2 separate regions of the Hordeum vulgare genome follow, and region 1 is linked to region 2. The links are chromatin contacts, called in public Hi-C maps. All regions are on one chromosome and are shown on one strand. The core of a region is the stretch at or near the end of the contact, and the rest is flanking DNA. Distances in the headings are between cores, read along the strand shown.

Region 1 (4,261 bases), core at 1,445-3,944, 370 kb before region 2:
CCGTCTTAACAACTAATCACCAATGATCCAAGTAACATGGTCGAGTAATTGTGTGGTTGTAACATCGAGGGGAATCCGAGGTATCACCCTCGTTGGATTCCGAACGATGTATCCGTCAAGGCAGGCTTAGAGGAATCACCCTCGGGGGTCCCAGACTTGAGGGGTTGCACGACAGGGGCATCGTCGGGAATGGTGAAAGAGGAATCACCCTCGATAACCACTACCGACTAGCTATACTACAGAGATATCATCAGGAGTACTTAACGAGGTGTCACCCTCGGTACTCGATAGTATCTCTGTAGTGTCGTACAACGAAGGGGGTGTATGTGTTGTGTCGGGTCTGGCTCGTCGATCAGGGATCGAGATTTGAAAACAAGCGGGGCAACTGGGCTACGGGGTCAGAGGGGATGACTGCTCCACCTATACTAAGCATATTAAAGGTACATGACTGAAAGTAGCAGTTCATCAAAAATAGGCTATGCATCAGATATAGGAGCTAACTACAACAGTAGCAAAATACTAATGCAAGCAGTAGGAAGAAAGACATAGGCGATATAGGAATGATCAAGGGGTTTGCTTGTCTTGCTGCTCTACGGCAAAGGACTGATCGGCAGGGTCGTAGATGTACCCGACAGCAGCGTAAGTCTCGGGGTCTACCGGTAAGAAGAGGGGGAAGAAACAATAAAGTGCAACACAATGCATGACATGGCAAGATGCAGGCTAGACATGAGCTAATGCAGCAACATCCGTCATTGACGGGTCGGAAGATTATCTGACTATACTTTTCGGGTCTCGGGCTACTACCGGACAGATGGAAAATGATGGAAATGTTCCATGTTTGCTATGCTAGGGACGGGTGATAGACAAATGGACCATGTATCCGTCTTCGTCTCGTTCTGCTGATCAACTTTCATGTTGAAAATATTTTGATCTGACTTACGGATTATTTTATATTATTTTTTTAAAGTTTTATTCAATAGTTAGGAATTAAAAACAGATTTATCACAAAATGCTATTATGACATCAGCATGATGTTATGCTGACATCAGCAGTTGACTGGTCAACTGACCAGTGGGTCCCGAACGTCATAGACACAAGTTTTTAATTAAGATTAAATAGTAATTAATCAGATTAATTTAGTGAGGGACCCACGTGTCATACTCTAACTATTATAATTACCCAATTAATTAATTAATTAATATATCTATTTATTTATTTAATAAAAACATTATTTTTATTTTTATATTTTAATTTTCACTTTTCTTTAAAAGAGGTTGTGGGGGCTCCGTGTCATAGACAGCGGGGTGCGTTGGCCCCAACGGTAAGTGGCTTAGGCCAAATACACATATTTCCTACATACACGTATTATCCATATACCTACATACATAATTACATACATCGTGCATCTCATACATACAAAATACGTACGACATTTATACATACATACATACGCAAATACATCGTTTATTTTTATTTCTCTCAAAGACTCTCTCTCTCCAACCTCTCTACTTAACAAAGAACTCAACATCAGAGAGAGAGGGACACATCTCCAAGATCACCTATGCGAACCTAATGGCGTCGGATCGGAACGCCGTTTGCCAGAACGGAACCGGGACGGCGCGAGGAAGGAGATGGTGGGAGGAGCCCGAGGAGGGGCTCACCGACGTTGACGAGAGCCCGGTGAAGCCGGAGTTCTCGGGAGGCGGAGGTGACGGCGAGGAGGAGGACGAGACGGTGACGGTGGTGACGATGGTGGTGGTGCCGATGAGGACGGTGTGTACTTAGTGCTGGTGCTCTTGCCGACATGAACTATGGTTGCTAGCGTGAACTGTGGCCGTGGTGCCTAAATTTTAGTTTTTGTTTCATTTACAAACATTTCATGCGGCCGAATGAAACGTGTTTATTAGTAGGGCACATTGCGAGAGCATATGTAAAAACAGTCGAACGCCATCTATTTGTTCGACTCAAACATACATAATTCAGATAATACATACCTCGGTTTGGGGGTAACCCGTTGGAGTTGGCCTCATTCTTTTTTAATACGGTACGGACGCAATTGTTTATATAAACATACATACACTTATTCTTATAAACGCACACATGCACACCATATCATTATGAGAACCCGAAAGATTGAACCGCCATATCATTTTAAGATTTACTGTAGTCATCATAGATGCTTCAACGTCAAGAAGAACGTCTCCTTCCACTAAATACGTATTGTTGAAAATTCTGAAATAAATTCAGAAATAATGCGAACATCAAAATTTAAACCTCGGTGCGATGGAGATACCTAGGTGAGTGGCCGCACCCTTGAAGATATACCTGGGCAAAACTCGGGTCGCGCCTAAAAAGCTTGTGGTACAAAACTTAAGTCCCTACCCGACCGGGCCCGACCTTGTAAGCCCGACCTGACTTAGGCGTAAAGTCAGGTTTTTCAGTCCCGAGTTCGGCCCGATAAGCCCGACCGGACTCAAAATCTTAGGCTGAGCCCGGCTGTAGGCAAAGTCGGGGCGGGCTTTTTTGAACCGGATCGGATCAGGTCGGGCTTTTTGAACTGGATCGGGCGGGTTGGGTCGGGCCGACCGGGCCGGGTTTCTCATGGCTTGGACCTTGGAGATGCCCTAGCAACACAAACCGAGCTGACCTACGATCACCGCTCTCCACGTTTTCACTTCCACGCGCATTTTCCCGTCCCCGAACCAAATTTCAAAAGGAAAGCCTTCCCACCGCAGCCACACCCTACCCCGCACGCGCCTTCAAACCCTAGCTAGCTAGCTAGCTCCATCCCTCCTCCTCCCCATCCCATGGCGTCTCCGCGCACGCCCGACTGCGCCCGCGGCCTCAACTTCGCCCCCGGCGACGCCGACCTCATAACGATCTACCTCCACCGCAAGATCTCCGGGTCCCCGCTCCCCGCCGCCGCCGCCTGGTACATCCACGACGCGGACGTGTACGCGGCCGAGCCCGCCGCGCTCGTCACCGGCCTCCTCCCCGCCTCGGCGAGGGACGACGGGGAGGGCAGGGAGTGGTACATCTTCACCTCCGTGCGGGCCCAGAGCAGCCGGGACGTCCGCAGGTGCCGCGCCGTCGCGGGTGGGGTCGGCACCTGGCATTCCGAGAAGGCGCGGTGCGGCGTGCTCGACGGGGGCGGCGCCCTCCTCGGGTACCGCCAGCCCTTCACCTACGAGCCCAAGAACGGCTGGCTGATGCTCGAGTTCAGCCAAGAAGACGCCCGCCGCGGCGAGCCGATGCCCGTCCTCTGCAAAATCTACCAGAAGCGTCGTGCAGGCCGGTCCGCCTCGAAGCCCATCTCGTCTGGGTCGTCGTCGATGTCGGGATCCACATCCAAGAGGAAGGCGGCGGCCGCGGACGAGCGCTCCGGCGAGGGTTCCTCGGCCCGCGTGAGGCGATGCCTGCAGTTCCGCCTGCTTCCTGCCGCACCAAATCCGCCCACACTGGCTGCTACATGGGAGATTCCAGTCGATCGGCCGCAGGCAGAGCAAGAACCAGGGGACCAGCAAGAACCGCTGGCACGCATAGCACCCAGAGCCACACCGCTGATTTCCAGCTCCTCCATGACCGCCGACCACGCCCTGACCTTCGACCGCACCACCTTCCTCCACTCCGCCCAAGATTGGCCCACGCCAGCGAATTCGGACCTGAGCGAAGCACCACTGGGCAATTACAAGCTCGTCTCAACAGCCACCTCCGAGCTGACCTGCTACAATGCCACGACACCCTTGAGCGATAACACCGGCGCTTGGGCCTTCCAGCAGTCCCCCCTGACCACCTCCTATGGCACCACCTCCCTCCTCCCTGGCCAAGATTGGGCCACGCCAGAGTCGTCACAAGTCAGTGAGGCATCGACGGTGGAGAGCTACAGCTACTTCTCGCCTGACCAGGCCACATCCAGGCCCACCACACAGCCGATCAGCAAATCTTGGTCCTTCGAGCAGTGCAGCGAGCTATCGGCAATTTTCGGGGCTTGATTGAATGCTTTGACGCGCTTCCACGATAGGCTGAGAGGAGTGTGGGTCTGCCTCCTCTAGTTTGTAGGGATTTTTGGCCATTACTCGATTGTTCTTGCTGGACTCGTTCAGCAGCAACTCTGCTTTTTGATTGAACTGAGGCTTGGTTCAGTTAACTGACATCTTAGCGGTACTTCGGTGATGTAACTGGGATGCACACAGCACACGTAGCTGTGGATCCTTCGTTGTGCACTCTTCCTATAGCTTTTTCCATATGATTTTGTGTCTCC
Region 2 (4,180 bases), core at 1,485-3,984:
ATATGCATATATGCCACATCCGTGAATAATTATTTTTTTAGAAAAGGATGATGATCCCCGGTCTCTGCATCTCGGAGATGCATGCGACCATTTTATTGATTATTTTCGAATACCTTACAAAGTAGTACAACAATATGCCTGAATCTGCCATCTTGACAACATTTGCCGCTACTCCTATCCATATGACGAAGGGGTGCAAGCTGAGCCAAATACCCAGACCTCTCACCTAAGCCTAACATCTAAAGCCGGAGGCCACGACCGAGCCACATACCGGGTCAGGGACACAAACCGGTCTGACGCACTCACATGTGTCGCCGCCACCATCTTCCACCGGTTTATCTTGAGAGCAGATTGAGGTTCCAGCCTTGGCAGGTGCCTCCGCCATCGACGCCACCATGACGCCAAACGACGACCTCCACCTACGCGAGTCCATCTCCAAGGAGCGGACGTAGATCCATGCTAGGATAGGGTCGCACCACCGCCGTCACCCATCACCCACAAGCGCCACCCAGCCCCAAGGTTCCCAAAGCGGCGCCTTCAAGAAGGGAACGATGACGTGAGCGCCGCCGCCGCCCAACAAAGTTAGGGCTTTCTCCCGGAAGACCTAGGGGGAGGGGAAGTGAGGAGGTCAGTCCATACCGACGTCTCCAAGGAGGGGAACGATGTCCTCAGGCGTCGTCGTCGACGCGGTCGCCCATGGGCGGCTAGGGATTTTGTCCGAACTAGATCCCCGTCACCAGCAACGCCTCCTGTACAGAACCGGCGATCCAAGAAAGCGCGGCCCGACCAGGCTAGTCCGCACGCCGAACATGGAAGGAGGGGATGCACCAGATCACGCGCACTGACCATCGCAGAAGCCGCCGCCGGCCGGCAACGACCATTGGATCCCGCCGTCTGCGCGCCCCGGACGCCAGATCCACCGTCCGCACGGCTGGTAGCTTGTCGTGCCTCGTCCATGAAGCCGTCGCTCCAGATCCAAAGTTCCCCACGCAGAGGCAGGGCAGCCAAGGCCCCGCCGCCACGATCCTTGGCTCCCCGGGCTTGCCCGGCGGCTGCCTCACGAGGCGGCGAAGAAGGGAGGGGGAGGGAGTGGGGCGGCTAGGGTTAGGAGGGGGAGGGAGTGGGATCCATGGTCGTGAATCAAGTACTCCCTCTGGTCCTTTTTACTCCGCATATTAGATTTGTGTTAAGTCAAACTTTACAAAGTGTGACCAAATATATATTAAAAAATATCAACATCTACAATACCAAATATACATTTCATGAAACTACATTTCATAATGAATCTAACAATATTAATTTGATATTGTGAATGTTGATACTCCCTCCGTTCCTAAATATAAGACCTTTTAGAGATTCCACTATATACTACATACGGATGTATGTAGTCATATTTTAGAGTGTAGATTCATTCATTTTACTTCGTATGTAGTCTATAGTCAAATATCTAAAAGGTCTTATATTTCGAAACGGATGGAGTACATGTTTTTATAAATTTGGTCAAAGTAAATATACTTTAACTTCGGACAAAACTAATATGCAGACTAAAAAGGACCTTTAACTTTGGACAAAGCTAATATGCAGACTAAGGCCCTGTTTGGAACCATAATAGATTGTAATAATCTGGATTATGAATATAGATTATATAATCTGGTTTATAAAGATAATCCAGGTGGGCATGTTTGGAGGTCAGATTATATAAACTGTAAACCAACTTTTAAATTGTACAATGACATGTTTGTCCTCAGTTTACAAGAAAAAATAGGAAAGTGACGGTGGCACTGCGTAATTCTCTTGAAATTTGCAAGGATAACACGTCATTTATAATCCATAATCTCATTTAGCTGGGATAGAGGAGATTATGAGATTATAATAATCTGATCATCTAGCTTATAAAATCTATAATATAAACTGTCCTGTTTGAAAATACAATATATTATAAAACCAGATTATATAATCTGGTTGGTTCCAAACAGCGCCTAAAAAGGACCGGAGGGAGTACTTAGGCAGGTACTGTAAGCACCCACATCCGCGAATAAATGAGAGTGCGTGAAGTCGTGAACATAGGAGGGATCGATTTGGCAAGTCTGATTCAAGATTCTCGCTATTATTAATGCTAAGCAGAAGTAGAATCATGCCATGCTATTACCAGACAAAACACCACACCCCCACATCGCGGCGTCAAAATCCATCCACCCAGACCCAGGTAGCAACAGCACAGTAGCGGACGGTCCACCACTGGTCAGAGCACGAGCCGTCTTTCTCCCCCGCACGTTGCCCGTCCATCCAGACGCGCCACGTCGGCCCCATCATCCGCCCGCGTGCGCCCTTCCCACCAACACCACCTCCACCCCCCCTCCTACTACACTTGGGCCCGCACTGTCCGGCCCCACCAGTCATCCCCCCGGGCGCGGTTTCAACGGCAGGTTTCTGCCGTTGAGCGCGGCGCGTGACCGATTTGTGCATTTGTTAACTCGTTCGCTCCCCTCCCGCTTGGCTCTCCTGCGTGCCCCTCTCATGGCCAGATGGCGATGGGAAACGGGGGGAGAGGGACTCCACTCCACCACCCCCCTCACCTCACGTCTCCGTCCACATCGCCCACCGGGAGAGAGCGAACGAAGCTCGCCCGCCCGCCCGCCCGCCCGCCCCCCGCATCCACACTTTTTCTCCCCTCCCCTCTCCTCTCTTCCCCCCCCCCCCCCCCCCCCCCCCCGCCCCGCTCCAGATCCCAGCGGACCGGCTACTGGCAGGCAGCTGAATCTGCCGTCCGGCCCAGGTGCGTGCCCGTCGCCACCCTTTGTTCCTTTTGTCATGTCGCTTGCTCCGCACAGTGTTCTCCCCATCATTGGCCAGTGGATCCTGCTCGAGTTTCATACCCGTGATTCTTGCTTATCTACTGCTTCCCCTTGCCAAGTGGGAAGTTGTGTGCGGCTTCAGGCTTCCGTGCCTCTGCTTTCTTGTTTCTTGGGCTGTGGGGGCTGCTTGCTTTCTTGGCGATTCATCGGTCCTATAATCACTGTGCCGCTCCTCTGGTTTCTTGATTGGTGATTCAGCGGCTCACAGCTTGCTTCTACTGGTCCATGCTTCCCGGGGAGAAGCGAAGGTAGCTAGGATCTACTTACGCAGCTCTGACAATTTTCTTGGCTGCTGGCTGCAGGCTGCCGGAGGCTGGGGGAGACCGGGATCCGCCGTGGTGGCGGCCGGCATGGGGCCCGATTTGGGGGCGCTCGCTCTCAGGTACACGGGGCTGGCGGTGTCGGACCACGACTCCATCGTCGCCATCAACATCTTCATCGCGCTGCTCTGCGGCTGCATTGTCTTCGGCCACCTGCTCGAGGGGAACCGCTGGGTCAATGAATCCACCACCGCGATCGTCCTGGTGAGCCCTCTGCCCCCCACGCCGCGCGCTCCAGGTGCTTGTGGTTTCGCTTCGCCTGCCCTCCCTGAGCCGTCCTTCCTCGTGCCTTGTTGCTCGCAGGGGCTCATCACCGGTGGTGTCATTCTGCTCTGCACCAAGGGGGTGAATTCGCGCATTCTTATCTTCAGCGAGGATATTTTCTTCATCTACTTGCTCCCGCCCATCATATTTAACGCCGGGTGAGCTCATCAAGTACTTCAACTAGTAGTTAATCTTCAGACACTTGTTTTGTTTTCTGTGCAAGAAAATGTCTTGACGTGTCTTAGTTTAGTTTTTTAATCTTTTCAACAATGTGCAGCGCACGATAACTAAATGAGACTACATCAAAGTTTATATATTAGTATGATTTTCTTCAGATAATGCAGTTTATATCTGGTAGCGTGTGTGCGTCTGTTAATTAACCAAGGAAAATAGCACTACTAATTGTTTGGTTTAGATGAACAATAATTCAACTATCAACCCACTCCCTTTTGTCTCCATCTGTTATCCTAAAACTACAGCTAAACCATTATATAACACAGCCTAGAAATCTTAATTGTAAGCCTTAACTAGATTTCTAGGTTGTGTTATATAATGCTCCACTTGCCCTTTTACAATTCAGTCATTTTGGCTATTTTTCATTAACTAGGTATAAGTATAACATACTTGCTTTCATTTCTTTTGTATCACAAGGACTTAGTATTTTCGTGTGTTTCGTATATCTATGAAGCTGCATACATACCTCAGTACTTGCTCTAAAGTTTCACTCTAAAGTCACAGTAT

Evidence for each region. A called contact is a pair of places that touch in the nucleus more often than the background predicts.
Region 1: a contact with region 2 is called in a Hi-C map of seedling, with 2.9 times the contacts expected there. The contact joins the promoter of LOC123425086 here to the promoter of LOC123425055 in region 2. A contact is called at or near these places in 2 of 6 Hi-C or Micro-C datasets (leaf and seedling) and 1 of 1 datasets of contacts at active chromatin or transcription factors (embryo).

What each region holds. Positions count from the first base shown.
Region 1 is chr1H:77,198,827-77,203,087 of MorexV3_pseudomolecules_assembly, reverse strand. LOC123425086 reads left to right here and starts at 2,694. Exons shown (of 1, transcript XM_045108757.1): 1 at 2,694-4,246. The coding sequence starts at 2,808. The coding sequence ends at 3,992.
Region 2 is chr1H:76,832,455-76,836,634 of MorexV3_pseudomolecules_assembly, reverse strand. LOC123425055 (sodium/hydrogen exchanger 1-like) reads left to right here and starts at 2,734. Exons shown (of 15, transcript XM_045108723.1): 1 at 2,734-2,776; 2 at 3,158-3,379; 3 at 3,479-3,597. The coding sequence starts at 3,206.